Regions from separate parts of the Zea mays genome. Here all the other regions are linked to region 2. A link is a contact called in public Hi-C data. All regions are on one chromosome and are shown on one strand. Each heading gives the region's core, a stretch centred on a gene start, on an enhancer-like site or on the middle of the called end of the contact. The rest is flanking DNA. Distances are from core to core; before and after follow the strand shown.

Region 1 (3,788 bases), core at 434-2,933, 230 kb before region 2:
AAGACCTGGATATCTAGAGGCGACATAGGTAATATACCGCTAGATACATATAGGGAGAGAGCATGCAAGCGGAGAAAGAAGCCCAGCTAGAGAAGCTCCAAACCGAGAGACACCCGCATCAGGCGTTGGTCCGAGAAGGGCGAGAGAATGTGAGTGCCTTCCCAGCCCTGGACCCACTAAATAGACACAACACCACCACCAACTCCGTAGCATATGCCGACTACTGGTGCACTATGGGCCTTGGTTGTCCAATATTTCATACCTGGACTCCTCATCGCCAAGATAACCTAAGTGTGGCAGGCGCCACCGTGTCCTCGGCGGCACACACGAAGAAAGGCCAGGAGCAAGACTGACTTGCCCCATACCCGCGTCGAAGAGCATCGGTCGGCTCGTGGCTGCGACCATGGGCGAGGGCAGTAGATTGGGGATGAAGAATAGGGCGAAGGCCGAGAAGACGAACGGGACGTCCGACGACGATGAAAACGATGATATGTGCATACTGTGAAACGTCCTCGTCGACGTGCAATAGTCACTGCGCGGGTCGGTGTCGGGGTTGGTATTGGACGAATACAGGGAGGAGACCCCTACTCCCACGCCCTCTGCCGAGAATAGGGTGGCCCGGAGGCGGAAGCATATGGGGAGAGAGAAAAGAAGCAGGATGACGAACGAGGTGGCGGTAACTGAGACGAGAATAATCATTATCATGCGGAGGTATAGATGACCAAATCACCCGTGTATGACGGCCCGGCCAGAGGCACAACCCATTTAATAGTGCCTGGGCAAGCCCGACACGAGCGTTGTGCCGTGCTTAGGCTGTAGCCTCGGCCCGACATGATTATATTTTTTATTTTACAAAAAACATATATAAATATGTATAATTTATATTCAATATTAAAAATACTTGATCATGATGTTCTACTGGTTAGACGGTTTCACCAGTGTCTCTTGCCCTTCTTCCATTAGGGCGTGGGTTCGAACCCCACCACTTGCACCGCTTGGAGGTTGGTTGCGCGGAGCAGATGAGCGTGCAACGAGTTAATTTGAAATAGATGTGAAGGGTTATTTGTAAAAAATGATGTGAGTTGTTGAAACTGCTAATTTAATATAGTATACTAGTCATATGTCCATGTATTGCTACGAAGGTTGGTTGCGCGGAGCAGACGGGCGTGCAACGAGTTAATTTGAAATAGATGTGATGAGTTATTTATAAAAAGATGATGTGAGACGACCGTTGAGATAATTTAATATAGTACTAGTCATATGCCGTGCATTGCTACAGTTTATATGTATATATGACATAAGATAAATTTTGTTTTAATAAAACACAAAATATATGTTTTCTATTGATTAGTTGGATGTGAATATGGAGCCAACAACCAAGGTTCAGAACACTCACTTATATATAATTTCACTTATTTTTTTACGTAAACTCATTTATTATTGTAGTAGAGAAGAGATTATAAAAGTGCATGTTGGTTATAAAGAAATGTAGGTTTTTTTAAATATTGATGCGGGACGATCGTCGAAACGGATGCTTTAATATAGTATATATATACATATATATATAGATTTAATACTTGTATGTCATAATGTTATTAATAATATCAACCTTCGATGAGGTATATTCTTCACTGGATGCGGTATATAAGTATATTCCCTCGGGCGAGGGAGCTACAGTTGTGTTGGCCATAATAGTAACCGGACCGGTTAAAAAACAAACGAAGCAAATCAGTGAGTGGGGTAATCAAATCAGCAGCACACTCTTCTCTCTCCCCTCCCCTCATACACGATCCATTTTTTTTCATAATTCAAAACACAATTTGTTTTTCTCTCCCTACCTACCACAGGCACAGGCACAGCCCACCCACGGGAGGGAAGGTCTCTCCCTCTTTCTCTTCGTCTTCTTCCTCCTCCTTTTGGTTTCCTTTTGATTGATTGATCTAGTAGAACACAGAAAGGAGAGAGAAAGAGAGGAGAGGCAACACAGAAACAAGAGAAGAAGAAGAAGAAGGGGAGATCGAGATCGATCACGCACCGGGGGAGCAGATCCTTCGCCTCGCCATCAGGGTGCGTGCGCTTGTTGCTCCTAAGAGAGATAGGATTTTGCTTTCGAAATTCCCACCGCCGCCGCCCTGCCCTCCTTCTGACTCCGCTTCCCAAACTTCCCAAACCTAATCGTTTCGTCGTGTAGGTGGTGGTGGTGGAGATCGATTGCTGCTGCTCATTTTTCAATTAATCATTAGGGTCACATGAGGATTGGATTTATCGGGGGGACTTGTGATTTCTGTGATCCATACTCCATCCGTTCGTTTCTGGATTTCGATTTCATCGCAGAAATCCAGCAATACCCCCATGGCACACCACATGAGCCGAGCAGCCCCAATCCATCCGCGAAGCTGCCTGGGCCAGGCAGCTCCCCAGGCCGTTGGTTTTGAGCGCCTGCTCGCCGGATCGACCTGCCTGCCCGAGCACTCTTCCCCCACTCCCAGGCCACATCGCCAACCAAACAGGCCCTACGGTTGCGAATTGGCGATGCGATCTCCAACTTCCAATGCTGCCCTCCTAGTCGGTTCCAAGTCCACTTGCAGTCACCAGTTCCGATCAGGCTCTAATCTGTCTCGTCAACTCGGCTTCAACCCCCCTTCCTTTGCTTTCCCAAAATTAACTACTGCTGCTCCATAGGTTCACGTTCAACTCTACCTACTTCAAATTCAAAATTACTAGTACCATTCTTGTGCTGCAACTTGCACTTCAAACATTTCTCTGGGAGTGGGAGTGGAAATCAACCCATCCGACACCGACCCGTTCCGTGTAGCAGTAACTGCAGGCCAACATGCAGGATCGACTGATTTCCTTGTCACTGGAGTGCCCAAAAGCTGCCACGCTTCAGCATGCACTTGCTCATGTGCATTTTTTCTTCTGTCCTACTTGCAGGATAAGGATTCATGCGAAATGCCACCTGAACTTGGAATGTCTTCTAGAACTGTTGCTGGTGCTGTTGTAAATAGGAGGCCTCGCCGCCTGTTTGGGAGATCATCAGAGAGGAAGAACCCACTCAACCTTCAGTTTGTATGCACTTTTTTTCCCTTGAACTTTCTTAGTTTCACTGAGACAATGTGCGCAAACTCTGCTCTGTCTAATGCTTTGCTTGCTACGTTTATCCAGGAGCGTCAAGTAGCTCGCCTCGAGGCAAGGCAGCAGCAACAGAGGTACTCAGATGTTCTATTCTAATTCCACCTGTTCCACATTACCAGCTTATGCATTATGTCTCTCCTTTCTGAGTTGACCTCATGTTTTTATCTTTCTTCCTCCCTTAATTTATGCCAGATTGCAGAAAAAAATGTTTGCAACAAAGAATTTTACGGTCCACCTGGAAGCAAAATGCCATTCTAATGTTTTTCCTCTGCCAATCCTTGGTCGGTTATCCTTTGTTAATTAATAATTGTGGTATTCACTTACTTGCCAGGTGTGTTATTGTGACAGTTATTCCCTTCAATTTCTGTTACGACTTCAAATCACTATCGCTCACCGAGAGTGCAAGTGAGGATCCTTCATCTCGACCTACATCTCCAGAAGAGAACCCTGAAACATCGTCCTCACCATCGATTTTGTTCCTGCACCTTAATGCTCAAGATGTATCTCACAGAAGATGGCAGGATAATTCATCAAGGCTACTGGAAGATAAGCCCACAACATCCAATAGCATGTCTGATTCAGATTTCTTAGTCAACAGCTTTACCAAGCCGAGTGATAATGCAAGGCCATCAAGAAGGAAGAGCAAAAAGAAA
Region 2 (3,561 bases), core at 1,052-3,551:
ATTTGGAGCAGTGCGAGCACCGAGGAGGCCGGTATATCATGCAAGTTTCACAGTATTTCATTTTCACATGAACTCCATTGACCATGACCTCTTTTACTCGAGGGAACTGAAGAGCATGTGGAGCCGAAGCATCATAAGAGAACTCTTCCACAGGTGGATGTGAATTTCGTGGTACAATACCTGGATCTTGAGATGATGTAAGGAAGAGCAGTAACAGTACCTAACAATCAGGTTTTGCAGAGAAGGGTACTATGATTTTGGTGCTACACACATTAAAAAGAGAGAGTAGGAAATAAATAGTGGCATAACAAAGTCTACATTGCTCAAAGAGGACATAAATTCTGGAGAACAGGTGCTTATAGAACATAGCATGCAGGAGAAGATATGATCATAAAGCAATTTAGGATTGATCATAGTTTTACTATTCAAATAATAATAATAAGATGTACAAGAACCAAGTATGTCGAGTGGTGAGATGTTTAATGATGAGAGGGACTTAAGGTTGCAATATAGCGCTGTTAGTTGGTATTGACCAAAAGAAAAATAAATACCACTTATGGTTCCTTTCATGGCTATAATGATGTCAAATACCCCATCCTCGTAGAAACTACAGAAAAATTGTAAAGCATGTTCACCTTCCTCTGTGGGATTAACTGAATTTTGTTACAACAAAATGAGTGTAATTTTTTTTCTCTGGGAAAAAGACTGGGGCCAAGGGCCTCCTGGCGGCCACTATCCCTGAGGCTCAATTCTAGGGGGTTACAACAAAATTCTAGGGGGGTTGTAAAGCGGACCCTACCAACATGCAGTAAACAAAATGCCACAGTAGGGCACCTCACCAACGACTGTAATTAATCGTAGAGAGGTGAGAGGGCACGCGCAACTACATCTAAAAATCGGAGGAGATTAGAGGGGCTAAAATTTCCTTCTTATTCAAAATTGAATAAAGATGAGATTTTAGCTCCTCTAACCTCCTCCGGTTTTGTGGCTCCCAAACTAGCCCTTATAGCGTACACACTCTCCTACTGTAAACAGACGGAGGTGGTGAAAACTGAAAAGGGAGGAGGATTTATGCAGTGAAGGGAGTGAAGTGAAAAGAAATAATATAATATGTGGTAGTTGGTATAAGGTTAAGATATAGAGTAAATATGACCGTAGAGGATTGTGGTATAGAGTAGATAATCTTGTTGATGAGGACATAATATTTTTTTAGAGTATAAATTTAAAGTAGTATGAGTGCAGATAGTCTTATCGTTTTTGAGTTTTCGACCTCCTTAAGAAAGTCTGCTTTAGACATTCATTTCTTTTTTCTTAATATAATGGTTTGAGAGAGAGAAAAAGACCGGTTTTCCTTAGAAAGCACCATCAGATTTCACTATTCCGATATGCTATTTGATGTCATATTAGAAAAACTTCTCCAATTGAATTTGAATGTACTGGGGGTGATAACACCCTGTTGTAAATGAGAAGTAAGTAGGCAAAGAACGGGTACTCACATAAATGGTAAGGCCTATGGTGGCAGCAAGAATTGCGTATCCTGCGTTATATGCAGGGAAGATGTGTATGAGATGTCTGGCCACAAAGACGCAGAAGACAAGGACAGGGATGGCGATTAGGGCGAAGGAAATCAGGGTGGCCTTGGCATCTGGTCCAAAGATCAACCTTCCACCACATAGTATTATCTGAACAAAGAGAAACAGAAACGTACACAGATGAGCAGCGGCAGAATGGAAGGTACTGAAAAATCTCACACCAACCAAGTTGCTGAATAGGAGTATGTTAGCTTGTTGAGGCATGAGAAATCAGACTATATTTACAACTATTATGAGTCCCGTCCATGCTAGGCCATCACATGACCATGCTAGCTAGCTAGGCCGCCGGATGCAAGCAACAAAGCAAGATGAAATTAGCACGGTAGGCAATCCCCAAAACGAAGAAAGGCGCGACCTTTTCTTGTCGGTACGAGGGACGGCAAAATCAAACTCACGTTTTTGCCTTTCCAGACTTGGTACACCCTGCGCTGCTTGTGCTTGGCCATGGCCGGCGGCTCCGGGGCCAGGAGCGGGAGAGTCCAGCAAGCTGCGAGCGGCTCTTGTTCCAGCTCCGGCGGTTTCTGTTTGGAATTGGATCGAGGGATAAGATCTCGACGCCTCTCCAATATGGCATGGTTGGGGCAAAGGAAAGGAATGGAGGGAGAAGAGAAGGTATCGTATTCGATTCCCTCTCCTCTCCTTTCCTTTTGTTTCTTGAGTCAGGCTGCAGGGCAACTGGGTGACGAGCAGGGCAAGGAGGACAACCATGGGCCTACTGAGGAGAGTCCACTGCATTCTCTTCCTGAACAACTTTGCGTTATCTAATCCCAGTGGGGCCTTCAAGTAATGTGCTATGAATTTGCAAACGGGACATGGCATCATTTTTTTTGTCGAGGATCATTGCATCGCATATGATTACGATTGAGTTATTGTGGTTGAAATCTGTCAGCCTTTGTGAGCTACCTACTGTCAGCGGACCAAGCGTTGCATTGCAGGGGAATTCAATGTGTGTTTCTGTATCAATTCAGGTCCACCCGCGCTCAGCTAGTATTGGTTAAGAAAGATTTGTTTTTCCCCCGCTAAGGCGACAATCCCTGGAACACGATTAATAGACTGCTAAGTTTATGGTATCATTAGGCCTTGTTCGTTTGCGTCGGATTGCAGCCGGAATCGTTTCAGCTAATCAAAGTTTATATAAATTAGAGAAGCAATCCGGTTAAAAATCGTTCAGACCCACCAATCTCATACAACCGAACGACACCTTAATCGATGCGCCACATCATATTCAAGAGTTTGTTCAACACAACAATCTCTATCCATGGGACCTAGATGAGAGAAAGCAAGAAAGAAGATCTCAGCATGATAATATACTAGGATGCTTAGTAGACAGGGGACACACATGATCAGTTAACGACATGAATGTAGTAGCTTTTTTGGCCATACAATGGTAGTGTGGAAAATAAAAGAACAAACGGAAACACATACGATTATTTAGCCAAACATTGATAATTTGATTGGAAGAAAGAAATGACTGAGGTACAAGCGTGAGCAGTGAGCATAGAGAAGAAGAAAAGGTTCTGACACAACAACTATCTCGAAGCTGAAACTCCACTTTGCTTACACTTGTGGATAATAAAAGGAGAAAAATATTTGGTTGAGCGGTACTTGTTTTGATCACTGAAAGAGAAAGATAGTATTTGCATCGTAGAGAGATGGACTGATGGGGCTATAGGATATAGTTGAGGAAGAATAAGTGATGTTGAAAGCTCTTGTTCAAGTAGATGATGGCACTATGGCATCAAGAAAGAGGACTAGTAATGTATAGTTATATTTTATGAAATATGTAATTTTTAATTTTTTTATAATTTATATAATTGTATTCGTTTAATTATGTAATTGGAATTATTTGTAATTTAAGTTTTTTAGATAAAGGAAACTGATTCCCGCCTCTAGTGAGCTACATACAACATATTATTAAATTGTTTCATTTATTTGGCTGATCTCTTAGGAATAAAGTATATTACGAAGG
Region 3 (3,430 bases), core at 328-2,827, 140 kb before region 2:
TGGCCAGTTTAAAATATGCACATTTTCTCATGAGTATTACCCTCCTGTTGTTGCAGAGGCTGGTTGGCCTGAAGAGGCAATTTTATGGATATCTGCCAGCAGGTTACCAAAATTGTCGTCATCCAAAGCAAAGTACACTGGATACTGCATGAAGCAATGGACACAGTTTAGCCAAGACGTTGTATGACACAGAAAACTGGATTAATCAAGCAATTAGGGAATAGGAGTAGATTATCTCAGGATCTTGAATGCAAAAAATTCTTAGAGAATTAATTGATGAAGATATTTTTCTACAGATTAGTGAATTTGGATGCATCTTAGCTTTGTGGAATCGATTTATTTCTTGTGATATATGTTTATACCGGCGAAGCTATGTAACATATTTGCTGAGCCATTACAAAAAAAGGTGAAGGATGTCCAGAATGACTAGTGTGATAGATGAGTTAAACTGAGCTATTTGCTTAGATTAAAGAGAAAACTATGGCTTACTGGAACTTGTTCGTGCACAAGCAACTTCTCCAGCTCAGTCAGTACACCTTTGACTTGACCCTTGTCATCCGCACTATCCTTATCACCCTGGTTTGTCGGGAGCAAAATGAGCAATCCCCCCAGCTGTTTTTTCTCCACCAGGTACTCTGAGAAGGCATCATAAGAGTTTTCAGCAACAGAGCCAGGTGGTCGTACCAGTGCTTTAAGATTTGGCAGCAGTAGAAATATCATTCACAGTTCATCTTTGATGATCATTATCTTATAAGGTGAAATGGGCACATCAGATTTGGAAACAGTGAGTAGCAACTAATAAGGCAGATCGCAACCAAAGGAAGCAAAAGTGAAGAGCTAAAGCACAGAGCGTAAGTGCCTAACTGCCTACGCCGCTGGGCGTGATCCAGCCTGAAAAGTAGCAGCATGAAGCGACATGTATATAGTTAAAACTAGTAGTGAACAAAAGCTAGTGTAGACAATTGCGAATCCAAAGAGGAGGTGGTAGCCGCAATCCATCCGACAGAGATGACATAATAGCAGCTAGGAAAAGTGTGTGTGGAGGGGAGGCAGGAAGACTGGAAGAGATCTACTGTACTTACTATTGTAGGAAGCTACTAGTCCATAATACTAGTAATTAAGAAGGTGTAGCGGTAAGAGGGAAGACTAGAGTGAACTGACCTCTGAGGAAGGAGAGCGGAAGGTCGAGGAGCGGCGCGACGAGGGCGGAGCGGGAGAGGTCTGCGCCGGCAGGGAGCGGGAGCACCGCGGCGTGGTGATTGAGGACCGCGGCGCGGGAGCCGAGCGGGGCGCCGGCGAGGTCGTACTGGATGAGGCGGTAGACGCTGACGGCGGCGGCGGCGTCGCCGAGCTCGACGCAGGCGAGGAAGACGAAGGCCACGGCGAGAGCGGAGGAGATGGACGCCAGCAGCTCGCCGGAGGGAGACATGGCTCCCGGCTCCCTTAGATGGCTGGCGGCGGGATCGAGGCAGGGCAGATGCGGGAGGGAGACGAGGTGGGAGATGCAGATGCAGATGTCGCCGCCGCTGCCCTGCCGCGCCCGCACAGCCTGGGTTGCAGCCCCTGCCCGATACGATTGATTTTAATTAAACTCCCCAAACCCATTTACTCTACCAATTACCAAAACTGTTGGCTTTGCATTGCATACTCTCAAAATATTTTGATTTTTAGGGACTAGTTTTTAGTTTTTTATTTTATTTTAGTCTTTAAATAATCGAATACGTAAACTTTTAGTCTTATAGTTAAAATTTTCAAATATATATTGTCTTGGCTCTCATAGTTTGCTTTAAAATATTGTTGGTGTTGAGGTCGAAATGACCCTAGATCATAAATCAGCTAAGTGCTAGCATAACTAAGACCGTACACGGTTTATTATAGGAAGCAACTACAAGATAAGAAAACTGATTTAAAGATCAATTAGGTCTCGTTTGTTTGGTTGGAATTCAATTTTATTTTAATAATTATAATTTAGATAAAACTAATTAAATTTATATATTTATATATGTAATATATTTGTATATTATCCTAAATCATATGAGAGAGATATTTATATATTACATTTATGTTATAGCGAAGCAAGTACAAGAATGTGACATCGGGAAAATAACATATAAATCTATAGAATCAATTTTTATCTCTCACCCATGAATTTGAGATAGGCTTATATGATAACCTTGTTAAGTGGTGGAATGTCACATTCTACAAAAATAGCCTATTCTGTTAGTAAGGTTCTAAGTCCTCAAAATGAAATGAAACAAACGGGACCTTAGACTAATTTAGAACCTGCCCATCGCCGTAAAATCTCAAAAACACCTTTCAGGAAGATCTATTTGCGGATGTGAATGCACGTCTGAGGTTATCCTTAGATCAACAAAACAATTTAGAGCGTTGTCGGATCTCACAAAAAGATGGGACGAACATCAAGGGATTGGAAAAGGAAGATAAAATTACGTAATAGATGTACAAAAATACAATGAGTTGTTGAATCCTTAGGGCCACAATGAGTTGTTGAATCCTTTAGGGCCAGTTCCGTTAGAGGTGGATTGAGGGGATTAGAGTGAATTAAATCTTCTCCTATTCAAATTTAAATAGGGGAGGATTTAATCTCCTTCAATCTCACTCAATCCACCCTTAACCGAATAAGGCATTAATGGGTACAGAGGGTGTGGTCTTATCCCATTAAAAGATGAGTCTAAGTCATGTTCTCCATATTGCCTAAACCCATAATAGATCCAAAGTTGATTTGGAAATAAATCAACTCGAAGTAGACATAAAATCATCTTAGGTGATTGTCATTGTCCAAAGAAAGTCATAGTGCCCCACCCACACACACATGCTGGCAAAATGCACTCTAGAACAAGACGAATACAAAGAAAACTCATTTCAGTGTCAGCCTAGCAATTACGAGGCCAAGCATCAGAGCGACTAGGATCTAAGGCCCTATAAGTCAAGGGGCTTACATAGGGCCCCGACACTCCACAAGACGCCCTTGATATAGAGCAGTCCATGCTACACAACTTTGATACCATGTGCACCCTCAACCAGGTCGCCCACATGTAGCGCTGAGTGATTAAGAAAAGTGTTGGGAGAATGACCCCCAGTCCCTAGACCCGCTAGTCAAAGAGTGCGTTGAGGAAAGGCGCCACTAATCGTTGGGGTCGTTAGTCAGTCGGAGAGGCAGGTGCGTCAACCCTAGAAGGACCTGCCCTCGATCGAACCCCGTGGCACCGAGCCTAACAAGAGAGGCCGAGAGTGTCGGAAGGGAACCACTCTAGTGGATCCCCGTGCTCGGCACCAGAATGACCCACCATAAATGACTGGTCGTATTAACCACGCCTGCCATCAAACCGCAGCGTGGGCGCTGGTCCGCTTCCCACTCATGACCTACAGACCCCTCGGTCCGTATAGCGCTCATAACCTACGAGCCCCA

The links. Hi-C and Micro-C count contacts between places; a contact is called where the count stands out from the background.
Region 1: a Hi-C map of tassel shows a contact between it and region 2, with 2.6 times the contacts expected there. The contact joins the promoter of LOC103654441 here to the promoter of LOC100273325 in region 2. A contact is called at or near these places in 5 of 25 Hi-C or Micro-C datasets (ear, endosperm, leaf and 1 more).
Region 3: a Hi-C map of leaf shows a contact between it and region 2, with 6 times the contacts expected there. The contact joins the promoter of LOC100280679 here to the promoter of LOC100273325 in region 2. A contact is called at or near these places in 9 of 25 Hi-C or Micro-C datasets (bundle sheath, ear, leaf and 1 more).

Annotation. Positions count from the first base shown.
Region 1 is chr4:201,661,362-201,665,149 of Zm-B73-REFERENCE-NAM-5.0, forward strand. It overlaps LOC103654441, which reads left to right and starts at 1,684. Exons shown (of 8, transcript XM_008681273.3): 1 at 1,684-2,067; 2 at 2,935-3,069; 3 at 3,166-3,209; 4 at 3,328-3,788. The coding sequence starts at 3,393.
Region 2 is chr4:201,890,846-201,894,406 of Zm-B73-REFERENCE-NAM-5.0, forward strand. It overlaps LOC100273325 (Protein S-acyltransferase 8), which reads right to left and starts at 2,302. Exons shown (of 4, transcript NM_001358676.1): 1 at 1,988-2,302; 2 at 1-220. The coding sequence starts at 2,038.
Region 3 is chr4:201,747,357-201,750,786 of Zm-B73-REFERENCE-NAM-5.0, forward strand. It overlaps LOC100280679 (nicalin), which reads right to left and starts at 1,578. Exons shown (of 14, transcript NM_001153598.2): 1 at 1,162-1,578; 2 at 490-635; 3 at 41-144. The coding sequence starts at 1,429.